2 separate regions of the Macaca mulatta genome follow, and region 2 is linked to region 1. Evidence: chromatin contacts called from public Hi-C data. All regions are on one chromosome and are shown on one strand. The core of a region is the stretch at or near the end of the contact, and the rest is flanking DNA. Distances in the headings are between cores, read along the strand shown.

The links. Hi-C and Micro-C count contacts between places; a contact is called where the count stands out from the background.
Region 2: a Hi-C map of fetal cortical plate shows a contact between it and region 1, with 2.1 times the contacts expected there. The contact joins the promoter of NDUFB3 here to the promoter of ORC2 in region 1. A contact is called at or near these places in 2 of 14 Hi-C or Micro-C datasets (fetal cortex germinal zone and fetal cortical plate).

The regions. Positions count from the first base shown.
Region 1 is chr12:106,074,009-106,078,418 of T2T-MMU8v2.0, forward strand. ORC2 (origin recognition complex subunit 2) reads right to left here and starts at 1,899. Exons shown (of 19, transcript XM_077957354.1): 1 at 1,729-1,899; 2 at 536-604.
Region 2 is chr12:106,173,349-106,177,758 of T2T-MMU8v2.0, forward strand. It overlaps NDUFB3 (NADH:ubiquinone oxidoreductase subunit B3), which reads left to right and starts at 1,952. Exons shown (of 4, transcript XM_077957356.1): 1 at 1,952-2,016; 2 at 3,350-3,429. It overlaps HYCC2 (hyccin PI4KA lipid kinase complex subunit 2), which reads right to left and starts at 1,626. Exons shown (of 12, transcript NM_001194005.2): 1 at 1,567-1,626.

The DNA of each region.
Region 1 (4,410 bases), core at 649-3,148:
ATGCTAATAGGGAGTCTACACCAGAAAAAATATAAAGGAAAGCAGAAAATAAAATCACAAAACGAATTTTTGGCTCTGAGCTTCCTGGTAATCAAAGGAAAAAGCAAGTAAAGGTCTGTTACATAATTCTTATTGGCCAAAGTTTAGTTGTTCTTGGGGATGGGGGGGACGAGATTTTCTAGGAAAATTTAAAAACAAATATTCTAGGCAACTGAGTATTGTCCTAGGCAATTTCCCTATGGTATTCTATATAAGAATTGCCTGGACAGAGGCATCCTCAGTCTTGTTTGTAGCCAAATGCATTTATACAAACATTTCCTTTTCTAATTTTGGAGCATCTTACTAAATAGTACAAAATCACCAAATTAAAGAAAATGTCTACAAAGACCTCATGAGAAACGTTTCCTTCTTTCCTTTCCAACAGTTCCTGAAAAACAAACACACAAACAAACAAACAAAAAACCTAACAATCACACAATAAAATGCAATATTTAGTGACCATTATGACCCTTCAAGGCACTGCCTTGGTGCTTACCTGTCAACCCCTTTCAAGGAGTTAACTTCAAAGCAATTCAGCAGCACCAAGTGTTAGCAACACACTCTCCTTTGAAAGCAAATGAAAGATTTGCTGTAATTTTTAAAAACATAATCCTTTGAAAAAGGTTGGAGAGATTAGTGGTTAAGCACCAATTTTAATATCAGAGAAACGTGAGTTCCAATCTCCACTCCATACTTTATAACTGTGTGACTTTGTCCAAAGTCCTGACGATTAAATGAAATCATGTGCCTGATGTATAAAAGAGCATCACTGAATGCTCCCAATTATCGGTAATTTTTTCTTTAACCTTTTTCTTTTTTAGCTCCTTACTGCAGTACACACTGAGATATTTTTACTTTAAACTTCAACTTCACCATGCAGATTTCTTGTACATCTCTAACTCATTCAACATCTAACAGAAAAACTGCTCAATAAGTGATGATGACCGTTTAACGTGCAGTGCCCTTATACAACGGTGTAGGACCGTGCTATTTTTCTTCAGATTACAATTTAACTGGGGGAAAGTGTAACGATTCTATTAGGATTTCAATTGTAAAATGAAAAGTAACGTCTCAACATCTTTTTGATTAAAAAGCTCTACCAAAAGGGCCTGGCTTATCAACATTTTACAGCCAAGCGTGGCTCCAAGGTGACCGATCAGTTAGCAGGACACATGGGTGCCTCCAGGCTGGGATGACATCAAAGGTTCTAGCTACAGTGGTTCTGGGATGCGATCTCTTCCTCTTCATACCTCACAGGGCACTTTACCACTTTCGTTACAGATCTTCACAGTTCTTTTCCAACCAGAGGGCTTCGTAAGCTGGGAATCAGGTATGTTAATATTAGGCGTCCCTTTCACAAAAGGCTTTTAACTGCTGGGCAGACTAACGAAAGGTCCTCCCAGAGCGAGCCTCTCACCTCAAGTATTAAAGGACTTTGGCTTGCGCCTCCAACCTCTGGCCAGTTGGCTGCGCTCCACCAGCAAAGGGTTCTCGAGCCCCCGGGCAGCCTGCGGGGGGCAGAGAGGCGCAGAGACCATGCCCCGAGTGCCGAGGGAAAGCCCTGAGATGCGCGACGTGGGACGCTGGGGGCCAAGCTCCGACGCGGGGCTGTGTGCACCTGGATGCGCCCCACAAGCCGCGAGCTAAGCAGAAAAGGGAGGCAGGCTGCTCCGACACCCCACTACTCACCGCTAGGTTTCCGCCTGGCGCCGATCCGGCCGCCTCACGCCGGCCGAACGACACCCCGCTGAATCGCCGCCGCAGGGAAAGCACCTTCGGCACCAACGGGAGAAGCCAATTTCTAGTAATTCACGCCCGACGACGGCGGAGGTAAGGAGCCCTGCAGGCCAGCTGGGGGATGGGAAACCTGCGTGCGGCACACCGAATCTCCCGCCCTGTTCAGGGGGCGGTGCCCGGGGAAGCCAATAGGAAGAGGAGTCGGCCAAGAGCGACGGCTGTGCCGGCCAGTCGGCGCCGGCCACTCGGCCCCGCCCATCAGGAAACCTGAGGAAAACGGATCCTTAGGCCCTGAGTTGTGGGCCTTATCTTTCCTTTCCTCTTTCCGTTTCCGGGGAAGGGAGAAGGAAGTGTTGTGTGGATGCGAGGAAGTTTGCGGAATAGCTGGCTGAGTGGTGGCTGTGTACTTGGGGTCGGGCGCAGTGGCTCACGCCTCTAATCCCAGCACTTTGGGAGGTCGAGGCGGGCGAATCACCTGAAGTCAGGAGCTCGAGACCAGTCCGACTGACATGGAGAAACCCCGTCTCTAGTGAAAATACAAAATTAGCCGGGCGAGGTGGCGGGCGCCTGTAATCCCAGCTACTCGGGAGGCTGAGGCAGGAGAATCGCTTGAACCCGGGAGGCAGAGGTTGCAGTGAGCCGAGATCGCGCCATTGCACTCCAGCCTGGGCAACAAGAGCGAAACTCCGTCTCAAAAAAAAAAAAAGTGTTCGTTGGTTTCGCCAGGTACCTTTTGAAGAAAAAGGTAATGGAAATTGATTCGTGTTTCTTTTTTAAATATTTTCTTCATTTGGCGTGAAAGGTAGGATCTTGTACATCTCCAGGGTTTGGAGTAGGGAAAAGAGACGTTAGGAGAAGCACTGAATTATGGAGATGGGATCGGACGGCTAGTGGGATGAAGAGGCTGGGGAAATAGAATGAATAGACAGAGTAAATGATTGACTTCAACTATCCAAAATATAAAAAAGACAAGACAGAGAAAATGAGGAAGAAAAGGAATGAACCTGGATGGGATCCATACAGTATTAAGAACAGGGTACTATTTCATTTGGATTCACTGACTCAAAACAAAACAAAACTACAGAGTACTCTGCGAATCAGAAGATAAGGATTCAGTATATAGCGAGACACCTACAATCTCTGCATTCACTATAGTTACCTAGCACTTGAAGATATTGAACGGAAAATATTGAGAAAAATGCTATTATATGGGAAGTGCATTGGAGCACATGGTAGGAGTATCTAATTAAAAGTCCAGAAGGAGTCAGGAACAATTTTCTTGGAGGAAGGGATGTTTAAACTGAAACCTGAGTGTTGAATAGATTTAAAACAGGTCAAGAGGGGTGACATTTTCCAGGTAGAAGGTCCAAATCCGTGTAACAGCTGTGTAAAATGCCAAGCGTTGGGTCTGTTATTATGAAGGGCTTAGTTGGCCGTTAGGGCACTGGTCAGATTTGTATTGAAAGATCTTTGGATAAAGGAGGTAGGATTGGGAGGGAAGATACAGAGTCACGAGATTTGGAAGCTGTTTAGGAAATCCAGTTGAGAAAGAAATGATCGTAGCCTTGATACCTCATTATTCTATTTTGGCTAGGTGGAGTTAAGAAAACAGAAGAGAAAGGCAATTTTTTGTGCATTGTAAATAAAAAGAATTTGGGGAGTGACTAGAGACAGAAGATAAAGAGAACATAGCTTAACAGTTAACAACGATGTGCTTGAAGAGTGTTTAGAAATGTGAAGATGACTATCTAGCCCAGCATACACACCTGTAATCCCAGCTACTTGTGAGGCTGAGAAAAGGAAGATTGTTTGCATCCCAGAATTCCAGGATGCAGCGAGCAGTGATCTTACCTGTGACTAGCCACTGCACTCCAGCCTGGGCAACACATTGAGACCCCATTTCTCAAAAAAGAAAAATTTGAAAAAAAAGATGAAGATCTAGGAATGTTGAATAGATATGTTCTACTTATGTGTCTTTTATATATATATAATTTTTTTTTTTTTTTTGAGATGCGGTCTCCCTCTGCCTGCCCAGGCTGGAGTGCAGTGGCTATATCACAGTTCACTGCAGCCTGGACTATCTATTCTCAACCACACCTCCCACCTCAGCTTCCTGAGTAGCTGTGACTACAGGCGCACGCCACCATGTCCGGCTAACTTTTGTATTTTTTGTAGAGAGGGGGTTTCACCATATTGCCCTGGTTGGTCTCCAACTCCAGAGCTCAAGTGATCCACCCTCCTGGGCTTCCCAAAGTTTTGGTATTACAGGAGTAAGCCACTGCACCTGGCTGTTTTTTAATATTTCTCTGATGTCAGTAAACTCCCCTTCATTCCTCTTCTTTCCACATCTTGAAAAAAGGCTTCTACAGACCACAGAGGCCTTGGTGTGAGTGGTGGGTTTGGATGTAGTTTTTATGGCATATGTGTGGAAAATAGAGGGAAGGAGCTGAGTTTTGCATTTAGATTGATACTAAGATAAAAACAAAGAGCCATACCTTCAGAATGGAGACACAGGATTTAGGAGCAGCAGGAAGTTGAAGTCAGAGGGGACCATAAAATGGCAACTCACCATGTATTCATGGAAATTTTGCGTAGGGCAGTAGACTGTTCCAAAGGGGGAAATAGAAGCTCAAT
Region 2 (4,410 bases), core at 702-3,201, 99 kb after region 1:
TAAAATTATTTTCCAGTGCTTCTTTGAAAATTGTTTTTCAATGAGCTATAAAATCAAGTTTTTATGTCGTTTGCCCTTCCATAACACATACTGAATAGAATTCCTATTTTAATTCTACATTTTATTGTGGAAACAATGAATTATAAAACTTTTTAAAAATAAGATAATTTAGTTAATTATATCTATAAATATATTTTGCCTCTGCCCGAGAGGTTCAGAGTCCACTTTTTAAACCTAATAATTCATAACTAGCTTATCAGACTTGTTTACAGAACAAACTACTTAAAAGTTGACTTTTTTCGGCCAAGCGCGGTGGCTCACGCCTGTAATCCTAGCACTTTGGGAGGCCGAGGCAGGCGGATCACCTGAGGTCCGGAATTCGAGACCAGCCTGGCCAACATGGAGAAACCCCGTCTCTACTAAAAATACAAAATTAGCCGGGCGTGGTGGCGCATGCCTGTAATCCCAGCTACTTCGGAGGCTGAGGCAGGAGAATGGCTTGAATTCGGGAGGCGGAGGTTGCTGTGAGCCGAGATCGCGCCATTGCACTCCAGCCTGGGCAACAAGAGCGAAACTCCGTCTCAAAAAAAAAAAAAAAAAAATTGACTTTTTTGCCCAAATTCAGACCACCACCTTATTTGCACAGTTGCTAACTTCCACAATATCCTGGGGGGAGGAAGAGATCTGCCAACTAATTTTCTACTCATTTTCCAACTTACACTTAGCTCCCACTGTAAATTTTTTAAGGATCCCCACTTTCCTGAAGATTTTTTTTAAATGTTGTCAGCCTTGACCCTCAAATAAATTCACAAACTACAAAACATGAACCTGCAAACTACAAAACATGAACCACATTCATCGCAACCTAGTATCTGTCAAGTCAAGTCCATATTTGGGATAAGCTCTTCGTGACTACTCTATCCTCCATGCTACCACCCTTCGCCTACAGAACCTGCCAAGGTAAAAGACACTCAAGCCAAAGAAAAAAGTGTTCTAATACATTAATAGGTTGAAAGACCTTCTCTCCCAGGAGGGGCAACCTAGTTGTTTGGGTAAATAACCGCCAAAGATTACATAATGTACAGCAATAATGAGTTTTCAGGATCTGACCGCCCGTAAATATTTTTCTTCTCCGCTCCCCTTCACCACCCCCAGGAAATAGCCCTAAGAAGCAATCACTGGGATTTCTTAGCTGTCTTCAATGCCGTGTCCTTTTCTCGCCTAGGGCTTTGTGCAAGGAATCCCTTCAGCCCTCACTACACCGCCTTGCTCCCGCCTCTCTCCTCCCTCTCTGCTGGCGCCAGCGCAGCCCCCACGCCCTAGGTGGGCCCCCACGTCGCCCCACAGGGCTCGGCTTCCACCCGCCTCGGCTGCAGCCTTCTCCTCCTCAGGACCCTCCCAAGATGTTACCTGGTTTACGAGAGGTTCTGGGACCACCAACACACCAACTACCGCCTTTCCAGACCACCCACGCCAGCTACCCTCTGTAGTTTCCGCGGCCGAAGGAGAAGAAAAACCCTCTTCACCTAGCACTTTGCGTCCCCCAAAGACAGTACCACCGCCTACCTGTCACCCTGCTGTCTCCGGCTTCCTACTGCCACCGCCTCCCGCAGCAGCCTGCCAACTGCAGCGCAACAACCAACCCTTTCATTGGGTGAGAGCACGCGCTCAACAACAGCCTCCCTGATTGGCTTCAGTATGTCCGCGGCCCTGCCCCCTGTGCGGTGTCTAAGGGTTCCGTCCCCAAGGAAGAAGAACATGTTCTCTTCCCCGCCTTTTTCTCTTCTACAGTATCTGTTACCTCAGTCAGATTGAAGATGCACATATGTGGGGAAGATAATCGACTTCCAGCCTCCTTCATGTAATCTCTTCCTGATTTAGGAATCTCTAACCCAGTACCGGAACGTTAAGCGGCTTCTCCGCTTTCCTGCCGTGAGAAACTCGAGGTGACAACCTCCGCTTCCGGTTGGTTCCGGTTGCAGAGTTGAGTGTCCTGAGAGGTCAGATTGAATTCAGGTAAATTAGGGAGTTGGTGGGAGACCGGTTGATTAGGATTAAGAGCTAGATTCTATTCTGGGGAGTGTAGAAAAGGAGAGACTAAATAAATGGAGAAGGATGGGAGGCTGGAAGGGAGATCAAAGAACTAGCAGGCGAGAACTAATGAAGTCTAAGTTTAAGTTGGGGTAGGGAGGGGTGATTGGAGGATTCAGTGAGCATTACTGTAGTTGTTACATAAAAGTGCTTTTTCCCGCCTTTGCCACACGCAAAATTGTCTTTGTTTGGCTTTGAATAGAACAAAGGCAGAAGAACAGCATCACTAAAAGTAAAACAGTTCATTTGTTATTTCCTAATATTCATATAATCACAGTTTTTTAAATACGAGGAAGTTAAGATATATACTTGGTAGTCTTCGGTAAACTAAAATTGCACGTAGTGGAAGTGGCATTATCTTCTTATTTCTTTCTTAGGGAAAGGATACCAGCACACATCTTCTTAGAGCCAGCTTCCTTTAGTGGAAGTTGATCCTCATCAGACTTTTAGATTCACTTCAGACACAGATAGATAGCTTTTTAAATTTTTGGTTGCATGTTTTTTTCTTTATTTAATTAATTTCCTTACTGTTATTTGAGCTGCTCTGAAACGGAAATAACCAGCATTTTTCAGTCCTCAGCACAATTTAAGTCAATTTTTCTAATTTTATTTTTTATTGTCAAGTATACATACAGAAGGGTGTATAAAACATACATTTTTTAAAATTATAACTAACAGAAGCAGACACTCCCGTAACCACCTCTTAAATTAGAAAATAAAGCATTGCCGGCCGGGCGCGGTGGCTCAAGCCTGTAATCCCAGCACTTTGGGAGGCCGAGACGGGCGGATCACGAGGTCAGGAGATCGAGACCATCCTGGCTAACACGGTGAAACCCCGTCTCTACTAAAAAATACAAAAAACTAGCCGGGCGAGGTGGCGGGCGCCTGTAGTCCCAGCTACTCGGGAGGCTGAGGCAGGAGAATGGTCTAAACCCGGGAGGCGGAGCTTGCAGTGAGCTGAGATCCGGCCACTGCACCCCAGCCTGGGCGACAGAGCAAGACTCTGTCTCAAAAAAAAAAAAAAAAGAAAAGAAAGCATTGCCAATACCTTAGAACATGCATTCTTAACAGGGGTGATTTTGCATTTCAGGGGGGTGAAAATTGGTGGGGCTGGGGTAGTAGGTCTTAGTTACTACAATGAGTTGTGTCCCTCCAAAGGGCCACAGTATATAAACATATATAGTGTGTATGTAGTGTTAAATTTTCATGGTGGGAGGGTCGTGATTAGGAATAAAATGTCTAGAAAGGTTCCTTACAGGGACAATAATTAAAAATTGGTTGAAAAACACTGCCTTAGCTGCCTGTATGTTTCTGTGATTCCATCTCCTCCACCAAGAGGTAACCATTATCCTGACTTGTGCTAAGCACTCACTTGTTTTACTTTAATTTTTCCATCTATGATGAATTCCTAAAAAAATGAATTGTTAGGCGTTTCAATTTATATAAATAGGATCCGAGTGCATGTGTATTTTTTTTCTGACTCACCCCTTGCTCATTATTATATTTGTGAAGATTCAATCATACTTTTGCATGTAGTTTTTGGTTGTATAATATATAGTGTGACTATACCATAATCGCTTCTGTTGTAATTGGACATTTGGGTTGTTTACAGTTGGGAGATAGAATAAACAATGTGGCTATAAAGATTCTTTTAAAAACATTTTTCTTAGGCTGGGCATGGTGGCTTACGTCTGTAATCCAACACTTTGGGTGGATAATTAGGTCTGGAGATCGAGACCATCCTGACCAACATGGTGAAACCCTGTCTCTACTAAAAGTACAAAAAATTAGCCGGTTGTGGTAGCGCATGCCTGTAATCCCAGCTACTCGGGAGGCTGAGGCAGGAGAATCACTAGAACCCAGGAGGCGGAGGTTGCAGTGAGCCGAGATCACACCACCCATTGCACTCCAGCCTGGGCAACAGAGTGAGGCTATCTCAAAAAAAAAATTTTCTTTTTTTTTTTTTTTTTTTTTTTTTTTGAGACGGAGTCTCGCTCTGCCGCCCAGGCTGGAGTGCAGTGGCCGGATCTCAGCTCACTGCAAGCTCCGCCTCCCGGGTTCACGCCATTCTCCTGCCTCAGCCTCCCGAGTAGCTGGGATTACAGGCGCCCGCCACCTCGCCCGGCTAGTTTTTTGTATTTTTTAGTAGAGACGGGGTTTCACCGTGTCAGCCAGGATGGTCTCGATCTCCTGACCTTGTGATCCGCCCGTCTCGGCCTCCCAAAGTGCTGGGATTACAGGCTTGAGCCACCGCGCCCGGCCTAAAAAATTTTCTTTTGTTTTTTTAGAGACAAGAGTCTTGATGTCTCTAAGAAAATA